Linked DNA regions of Zea mays: region 2 is linked to region 1. The links are chromatin contacts, called in public Hi-C maps. All regions are on one chromosome and are shown on one strand. The core of a region is the stretch at or near the end of the contact, and the rest is flanking DNA. Distances in the headings are between cores, read along the strand shown. Region 1 holds the start of LOC103636281 (Putative regulator of chromosome condensation (RCC1) family protein). Region 2 holds the start of LOC100279855.

Region 1 (5,056 bases), core at 1,237-3,736:
CGTTTTGAACATATAAAATAGACATGGGGTAAATAATAGGTTTTATAGTATTAATGAAATAATAATAATAATAATAATAATTGAAGTTGCTAACGGTTCAATATACAATATGGGTCAGTTTTTTACTACTTTTGTTTTGCTGCTGATGCCATACAGCTCATTCTTCATATCGACCATTTTCACTAAGCATCAGACTGATATGTGTGCCCTTCTTTTATGGTTTCATTTATTTACAACAAAGGATAAAACCAAAATAACCCCTATCACACTAGTTGAGTTCTAATAATGAGTGCAACTACAGCCACTAGCTTGCTGATTTGATAAGAACAATCAATGATTGCGATATTTTCAGTTATGCATGACCTTTTCCTGTATTGTGTTTGTTTTAACTACTTTGCATTATTAGCATCTTGTCAGATGCACTTGGAAGGAAGCTTATGAAGCATCTCACTATAAAGTATAAACTCCAGAACTGAAACAGTGTTTTGATCAGTGTCCCCATCAGCTCTTATGTCACACATTATATGGAATGACAAATGTGGTCCCTTAATAGCAAAAAAATGTGAAATGCATTATTGGGTAAGAAACAAATGAAAATGTCCTTTTATCGGTTGTCAGCATAATCAGTTAAAGCATGCTGATTGTATCCAAGTATCCTAATCCAGTCTTATCTTCACTCAGGCCTTGTTCGGTTATTCCAATTCCATGTGGATTGGAGTGGTATTAGTATGGATTGAGATAGATTTTGACTTGCTATGAATTTAAACCGACTCGATACCACCCAGTCCACATACCCAGTCCACATGGATTAAAGGTGAAACGAACAAGCCACAAACGGAATGGTGGACATATATTGTACATACATAAAGAAAAAAACAAATCAAGCATCGCTTGATTCCAAAGCCCGCACACTGCAACACCCTCCTTGGTGCCAAAAATAGAAGTATAGGACTACAGTAGTAGAATCAGCTTAAACTGTCCATTTGTGTGCCATGTGGTCGGACATGCCTCTCAAAACATACAGGAGTTGAAATCCGCAAAACCACAAAGCCACGGCAACCATCCCCAAACAATTCTTCACAATTCCACAAAACCCAATGCGACATCCGTCAAACCTCAGCTCGACTTCAGCGCGCCATGTAGCAGCTACAACAGAATGGGCAAGCACAGCACCAAGGCCAAAACAGCAAGGGGAAAAGGCACGAGCGTGCAAGTCAAAGAACTAGACTAACAAGTAAGGGTCCTCGCTCCCAGAATGAATCTTCTGTTCACCGAAGTATGCCACTGTCGACTGATCCCCTCAGCTCCAGAAAACAGGGAATGAGAAGCATAATAGTCCCGGCTTGACCTCTATACACCCGAATTAGTGGTTGGACGCCAAACAAGTCAACAACCTTCCTACCTCCCGGAATTTCAGCAGAGGAAGGGGAACAGCGACCTGTAATGTCCAGTCTGAGCTTCAATGTAGCACGTAAGAAGAAAACCATCGAACCACAGCATCAAGGACCATGAATTCCGCCGGAATCAGGCACCATTTCACGTCCGCACACAAAGAGCACGAGCTGGCCCAAAATTCCGCGCTACGCGTGGGCAGAGAGCACGTAGGCGCTGCCCATCCACATCTCAGTTGCACCCACGGTAGAACCATGGACCGGGGAGGGGAAATCAATCCGCCCAACGCGGGCTGAGAGCACGCAGGCGATAGATGATGATCTGCACATCCACATCTCAGTTGCACCCACAGTAGAACCATCAACCATGGATGGAGGAGGAGAAATCAATCCAGGCGGAGAAGAGTTAGCAGCACGCTGCACGTACCTGCTCGATGTCACGCTCCACGGGCCCCGCCCGGATGCCGCCGAGATCCAACGAGACGTCCGACATGGCAGCGGCCTCCGCATCAGCCCCGGCGCCAGCACCGCCCCATCACGAACAGGCGCGCGCGGACTGCCGGACTCGCTCTCCGCGCCCTGCCGCCGCGTGCGGGGGAAACGGGGCGCCGCAATGGGGGGCTCGCTCGTCGGCTCGTGTCCGGGTGGGCAGGGAAGCTCGCGTGCGCGCGAGGCGACGAGCTCGGGGCGCGCCGCAGGGCCGCGAGAGACCAGATCTTAGAGCGGCGGAGGAGGAGGCGGGAGCGAGGGGTTTGGCGGTGCAGGGAGGTGGGAGGGGCAGGGGCAGGGGAGGGGAGAGAGGTCGCGATGTTGAGGAGTCGGGAGAGAGAAAGAGAGGAGGCTGTGGAGGGAGGGGAATAGGGGATCGGCGGCGTATCCTGTGCACATCACTGATCGGTGCACATGGTGCACACGTAAAATCTCAGTCTTTAATTTCTGATCCAACGCTGGATTGTCTCACCTTGGCATATTAGCATGTAGACCTTCCCTCACTCTTCTAACATTGGCTTGTTCAGGCTTCCTAGCCGCCGCCTCGCCTTCGTGGCCAAGCACGACGCCGCTGGCCCCTTTGTCCCCGTCGCCGTTCAGGGCTTCAGGCCAAGCACGACGCCGCCGGCCCCTTTGTCCCCGCCGCCCATACGACACGGCCTCTCCTCGTGAAAACGGATGCACACTGGCGATCGTCGTTCCTCGTCGCCCTTGAGGTTTGAGTACCCTCCTCTGCGATGCAGGGCCGGCCTTGAAGAGGTGCGGTGTGTGCGGCCACACCGAGTCCTAAAAACAGAGGATCCCCTAGCCATTGGATGCTGGCATTTTTTTTGTTAAGCATATCTATTCTAGACACAAATATGTAAAAAGTGATGCGCTATCGAGTTATCGACTAGTCTCATTTATATTGGTAAACTAATGTCTCAGTTACTTATTGAATACTCCATCCGTTTCAAAATAGTATTTGGTTTAGCTCTTAATTTTTATATTTATATTGATGATAATAAATCCACTAAAGAAGCAAAACAAAAAATTTTATTTTGATGGTTGCTTCGGTAGAGGGAAGCTTTTTAAAATTAAAATTTTTTGTGAACTATTTATGGTCAACAAATAACTCAAAAGAGGTCAAATGGCTTGGCGATTCTATATATCAAAAAAAAGTTGTTAAATGAGATTGATCTCGATGATATAAGCGATGACTTTATATCATAAAATGTTAGAAGATATTTTTAATAATATCATATAACAAGTAAGTGTTTTTTGCTATATGTTATATCTATTCTCTTATAAACTTTAAAACGGTGCATAATAATTTTATACGTCAAATATTTGGTTATATATATATATAATTATATCTATTTGTGTGTGGATGTGCCTGTATATCGAATTTCGCGCTAGGCCCCTGAAAAGCTAGGAACGACCTGCTGCGATCTGATCACGAAGAACGTAAATCTTGCCTTTTAGAGTGAATCGGTTTCAAATTAAAAAATGATCAAATATTAAATTAAAAGTGTAAAAATAAAAACATACTACCTACATTCTCAAATAGTCAGGTACACGGCAAATAAAAAAAGAATGAATTGATAATATGTAAATATATTTAATAAAAAAACAGAGTGATAATATGTAAATATATTTAATGTAACAATGTTGTAGCTGGCTATATTTTTTATGTTATGATGATAGATGTTATTTTTTTAGATAGTGTTTGGTTCCGAAGTATGGTGGAACGGGGCCACTCTGCTCTTAAAAATAACTTAATTTGATATGAAATCAAGCACAAGCAATAAAAGAAGCAACCCGCAAATGGGGATCAACATAAAGACACAGACGATTTGTTTCTTGAGGTTCGGTTCCAAGCAACATACTCCCCGTTGAAGAGTCTACGTAGAACGGGTCTTTTTCAACCCTTTCTCTCTCAAACGGTCACGGAGATCGATCGAGTGTTCTTCTCTTCTCGACGGACACCAAGTCCTGCAAGGACCTCCACACAAAGAAATAGTCTCTTGCTTAGCTTTACAACGTCTGAGAATAAGATTGGAAGAAGAAAGGAACTCGATAACAAGAACACAAGAACTTGCACCACTCAGATGCACAAGGCACTAAGTCTCTCAAACTCAAATCGATCGAATGTGACGCTTGCATGGCTTTGAATGCATGGATGCTTGGTGTAGCTCTTATTTATTCGATATGTTGGTTGGGGGTATTTATAGCCCAACCACTCAAACAGTTGTTGGAGTAGTGTATTAAACTATGCATTGTTGGGTGTTGCACCGAAAACCCTAGATTGTCGGTCCGGTGGCCTAGAGTGTCGGCCCGGTGCACCACCGGACCGCCTGATACTGTCCGCATTAGGTGACCGTCTCCGTCTGTCAGAGCCTCAGAGGCACCGGATCGGGTTGTTGTGCACCATGCCATCGCCACGTCACTAGAGATGTTGGAGCAAAGTCAACTGTTCAACCTATCTAACGGTCCGGTGTACCACCGGACCAGTCCGACACGTCAGCTTGTTTCTGCCCGAAAAACATCCTCTCTGGAACTTTGGTCCGACGACCCACCAAAACGGTCTGCAGCTGCCGAAGGCCAAGTCCCGGCCCCTCTACGCACTTGGTTCGGTGCGCTAAAGTGCGCACTAGTTTTGACACTTCTGAATATATCATCTTCAAACAAGTGTGACTGCAATTAAGAGTGTTCATATGATTTGGACAAACATATCTAGTTACTTTTCAAATAGTTTAGGGGTGTTTATTTTCTAGGGACTAATTTTTAGTCCATCCATTTTATTTCATTTTAGTTCCTAAATTGTCAAATACGGAAACTAAACTAGGGTTTTAGTTTTCGTATTTGGCAATTTATGGACTAAAATGGAATAAAAGGAATGGACTAAGTCCCTAGAAACCAAACACCCCCGAAGTCATGGATCCTAAGCTTTTTATTCTCTCTACAACATGTTCCTCTTTTTGCTCAAACTAACTCCAAAAGTGTGATTCGTTGAGTCCGATCTTTCCAACACTTCTAAATAGGTCAAATAGGTTTCTAGATGTATATAGAATTTATCCAAAGTGTAGAGTTGGTGCTAGATCATCTATTCCAAGTTTTACCCCTTTCGACTGATTTGAGCTGATTTTGAATTAGAAACTGAATTGTTGAACTTATGAACATGTGAATCAAAGACT
Region 2 (5,056 bases), core at 1,384-3,883, 130 kb before region 1:
AGCTCATCTCCCTCGTGCGCGGTTTTGAGTACATCCCAAACCTCCTTGGCGTTCTTCAACCCTTGTACTTTGTTATATTCCTCTTTACTTAGTGAGGCGAGGAGAATTGTTGTGGCTTGTGAGTTGAAGTGCTCGATTTGGGCTACCTCATCCTCATCATAGTTCTCATCCCCTATAGATGGTACCTGCGCACCAAACTCAACAACATCCCATATGCTTTTGTGGAGCGAGATTAGATGAAATCGCATTAAATCGCTCCACCTAGCGTAATCTTCACCATCAAAAGTTGGTGGTTTGCCTAATGGGACGGAAAGTAAGGGTGTATGTTTGGAAATGCGAGGGTAGCGTAGGGGAATCTTACTATACTTCTTGCGCTCTTGGCGCTTAGAAGTGACGGAGGGCGCATCGGAGTCGGAGGTCGATGTTGATGAAGTGTCGGTCTCGTAGTAGACCACCTTCCTCATCCTCTTGTGCTTGTCGCCTTTCCGATGCGGCTTGTGGGAAGAAGATTTTTCCTTCTTCTCTTTGTGGTGAGAAGAAGATTTCTTCTCCTTCCCTTTGTTGGAGGAGCTCTTCTTCTTCTCCCTCCTTTTGGTGCGGGACTCTTCCGATGAAGTGCTCCCGTGGCTTGTAGTGGGCTTTTCGCCGGTCTCCATCTCCTTCTTGGCGTGATCTCCCGACATCACTTCGAGCGGTTAGGCTCTAATGAAGCACCGGGCTCTGATACCAATTGATAGTCGCCTAGAGGGGGGGGGGGGTGAATAGGGCGAAACTGAAATTTACAAATTAAACACAACTACAAGCCGGGGTTAGCGTTAGTAATAATAAACGAGTCCAAGAGAGAGGGCGCAAAACAAATCCCAAGCGAATAAGCAAGTGAGACACGGAGATTTGTTTTACCGAGGTTCGGTTCTTGCAAACCTACTCCCCGTTGAGGAGGCCACAAAGGCCGGGTCTCTTTCAACCCTTCCCTCTCTCAAACGGTCCCTCGGACCGAGTGAGCTTCTCTTCTCAAATCAAAGCCGGGAACAAAACTTCCCCGCAAGGGCCACCACACAATTGGTGCCTCTTGCCTTGATTACAATGGAGTTGTGATCTCAAGAACAAGTGAGAAAGAAAAGAAGCAATCCAAGCGCAAGAGCTCAAATGAACACGGCAAATCACTCTCACTAATCACTAGGGCTTTGTGTGGAATTGGAGAGGATTTGATCTCTTTAGTGTGTCTAGAATTGAATGCTAGAGCTCTTGTAGTAGTTGAGAAGTGGAAAACTTGGATGCAATGAATGGTGGGGTGGTTGGGGTATTTATAGCCCCAACCACCAAACTTGACCGTTGGCTGGAGGTGTCTGCGCGATGGCGCACCGGACAGTCCGGTGCCCCTGCCACGTCATCACTGCCGTTGGATTCTGACCGTTGGAGCTTCTGACTTGTGGGCCCGCCTGGGTGTCCGGTGCACACCGGACATGCACTGTTTGATGTCCGGTGCACCGGTATGGGCGAGTCTGACGACTGCGCGCGCTGCGCGCGCATTAAATGCTCCGCAGGGAGCCGTTGGCGCCGCAGGGAGCCGTTGCTCCGCTGGCACACCGGACAGTCCGGTGTACACCGGACAGTCCGGTGAATTTTAGCGGAGCGGCTGCCGCGCGAACCCGAGGCTGGCGAGTTCCGGAGACCGCGCTTCCTTGGAGCACCGGACATGTCCGGTGCACACCGGACAGTCCGGTGAATTATAGCGCGCCGGCTTCCGAGAAATCCCGAGGGTGAAGAGTTTGAGTCTGAGTCCCCTGGTGCACCGGACAGGTACTGTTCACTGTCCGGTGGCACACCGGACAGTCCGGTGCGCCAGACCAGGGGTCCCCTCGGTTGCCCCTCTGCTCCTTTATTGAATCCAAAACTTGGTCTTTTTATTGGCTGAGTGTGAACCTTGTACACCTGTATAATCTATACACTTGGGCAAACTAGTTAGTCCAAAGATTTGTGTTGGGTAATTCAACCACCAAAATTATTTAGGAACTAGGTGTAAGCCTAATTCCCTTTCACCAGTTCTCTCTTCCCCTCTTCCAACCACCACTTATACCTATAAAACAAAACACAATTTACATGTCGCGCAGATGGGCTACTGTCTCCAATCCGGGCCAAAGAAAGAGGTTATTGGGCTTGCTCGTGCCGTCTATCCTCCTTGGCGCCAACACAGTCCTAAGCACTGTGATGGTGTATGTAGTGTGTGAGTTCAGATACTACCACTTAAACTTGTATTTAAGTTGGGTCAATTTGTTAGTGTACTTATTTTTATCTTTAGTCGTGTTTTCTTTTGTTCAATTTTGTTTTTCTAGTGCTATAGAGTAGGACAAAACTGAGAAAAAAAACGATTAAAGTTAAAAAATGAGAAAACCAGCAAAAGGGACCAACTTAAAAAAAACACACACACAAAAACCCGCCTACCGCCCTGGTCGGTCGCTGCCGGTGGTCCGTCGCGGATCCTGTTACGTACTGCTAGTAGCACGTAGACCGCCGAGCCAGAGCAAGCAGTGCCGTCCCCGTCCATCATCGCCTCCGCTGCCCTGCCCTTCTCTATTTACACTGGCCACTCTGTTCCAGCCTTCCAGGTGGCTCATCTCTCTCCCCGCGTGTCCGTCCGGGTTTCCGCCTGTGCGTTGCCTGCTGCCTCTGATCCACTGATCAGTGGCCTCGCCTCCCCGTGTTCCGCTCCCCCCTCCCGCCCCCTGATCCCGCGATCGGCGGGGCGCCCGCCCTCTCTCTCTCCGTGAGTGTAGCAGATCCGGCGACCCGCAGGCCCTCCGCCGGCCGCCCCGCCGGACGATCTAGATCCAGGTACTTGGTCTGTTCTCTCTCCTTCGCTCTCTCCCTCTCACCTCAATTGCGCAGTTCCCGCAGGCGTCCTCGTGGTAGATCCGCCCGCCCGCCCCGGGGTCTGCTCGGTTTTCTCCTTTCGCTGGCTAGTTTAGTTCGATGGCATAGCTCCCGCGGACGAATTGCTTCTCCAGGCGACACGAGTCGCTTGTTTCTTCTGAGTCCTCCCAATCCAATCCGTTTTGGATTCATCCATTTTTTGCCAATTTATTTGACGCGTGGTGGGGTGCTGCTGTCGCTTTTGGTATTCCCCGTCTCAAGCTCAACACCACCGTTAGCTGCCCGTTGCTTGAAGAAAAGTCCCATGATCTGGCAACCGCGAGCACCTTGCAACCATCCATGTACAGAGTGGATCGCGCCGTGCGCAATCGCTGTCTGCATCATAGGTAGGGGAAATACTGAAGCGCGCTGCAGACCTTGTTGCTGTTCTAGCGGGATAGTTGTTTTTTCAAGGCTGGTGGAAGGCTGCCAAGGCGCCAAAGCCAAGAGTGACACGTGCCCCAGCGTCTGTATCCAGCCAGGGAGGCATATAGCACCAGTTATGAACATGGTGGCAAGAAAAACCATGGATATGCCAAGGATGACGAATGCCGGGTTTTGGAGGAGTTTAAGGAAAAGGGACAATGCTGCGAGAAGCGAGATAGCCTATTGTGCTTCTTAAGCTTATGGCAAGCAGACTGTGCATATGGCCGTGCAAAACACTCTTTTTGCATTGAGAGTGAAGTTTGAAATATGAGATGAGACGAGTAAGACTGCTGGAGATAGCCTTAGAGGAACAAGACGGGGCTTTCTTACATGTAGTATGTGCAGAGGTTTTGGGTCACGCAGACTGCCTGTTGACACACCGCTAAACTCGCACTTAGGCAACTCTTTGTACTAATAACTTGAACTATGAGCAGCTTTAGATAATACATATAGGTGGTGTTTGGTTTGAAGAATCAATCCATTCTAGATGAGGTGGTGCATCATGAGTTCATTCCATAAATTTGGTGGAATGAACTTATTCCTCATGTTATTATTATTATTAGCTTATGAGGAATGAAATGGTGATGTATCAACTCATTCCATTCCACAAACCAAACAAGAAAGTGAGGAGTGATTACCTCATTCATCAAACCAAACACCCCAATGGCGTACTTCCAATAGCATGCATTTGGATCAGCCCATGCACTCGCTGTCCACTTCCTACTAGTTGTTTGAGGGCAGTAGTAAAATAAAAAATTCAGTGCTGCCTACCATTTACACAAAGTTATATTTTTACTATTTTAGTCTATTAGCACTAACTTGAACCCATATTTTAAGAACGAGCAAGAATGTTGACATGCCAACAGTTTACACAAAGTTAGGTAGGGATGAAAACAGAAACGGAACATATCCTTTACCGTGATCTTGGGATATGGAAATGGAAACAGAAACAGCAAACATGGAAATGATAATGGTTTCTACGTCTTAGTGATTTACCATTTTAGTACGGAGCACACCCGTATATCGTTTTTTGCATATACTCACGCCCATATGCTTCTGCTATTTTAACTTATCAGTTTACATGTGTGTTCAACCAGTATGGGTAGTAAAGCATGCTTGTTAGCTAAAAAAACAGTAAATCATGCTTGAAGACTTGGCTTATCATTCCTATTTATGGTGTTGCATTGCTGTTTTTTACTATGCATTATCGACATGCCATAATACCGGTGCCATATTTGTTTCTGTGAAAAAAATGAAAACAGAAACAATTCGGCCTCTTCTGACCGTTTCCAACAGTTTTCATCCCTACTTGGAGGAAATGAGGAATTAGGTAGAGGTACAAGGATTCTGTTCGATGGAATTTGGAGACGATTGGGTTTCTTTTCTTATGGGAAATAGGCAAATAGCTCAGTAGTGAACATCTATAAGGCAACGATGAATCTGAAATTGCGCTCAGTTGATTTTAGAGCTATATCTAGCATTGTAGTTCAATATGTATTTCTGAATCTTTTGATCTTTTCCATACCTTGTGCATTATACATTTATACTCCCCCATTCCTAATTATAGTTCACTTTAGCTTTGCCCTAAGTCAAACTTCTCTAACTTTGACATCTATATAATATGTTACCTGTCTTATTTGTAATTGGTATTTTGGTTTAATGTTTTCCCTTTTTATTTTTGGCTTAATCAAACACACATTCATATTTTTAATGTAAACTA

The links. Hi-C and Micro-C count contacts between places; a contact is called where the count stands out from the background.
Region 2: a Hi-C map of leaf shows a contact between it and region 1, with 2.8 times the contacts expected there. The contact joins the promoter of LOC100279855 here to the promoter of LOC103636281 in region 1. A contact is called at or near these places in 8 of 25 Hi-C or Micro-C datasets (bundle sheath, ear, leaf and 2 more) and 1 of 3 datasets of contacts at active chromatin or transcription factors (seedling).

Annotation. Positions count from the first base shown.
Region 1 is chr8:164,159,914-164,164,969 of Zm-B73-REFERENCE-NAM-5.0, reverse strand. LOC103636281 (Putative regulator of chromosome condensation (RCC1) family protein) reads right to left here and starts at 2,486. Exons shown (of 10, transcript XM_020543436.2): 1 at 1,819-2,486; 2 at 1,439-1,713.
Region 2 is chr8:164,288,894-164,293,949 of Zm-B73-REFERENCE-NAM-5.0, reverse strand. It overlaps LOC100279855, which reads left to right and starts at 2,633. Exons shown (of 24, transcript NM_001152808.1): 1 at 2,633-2,832.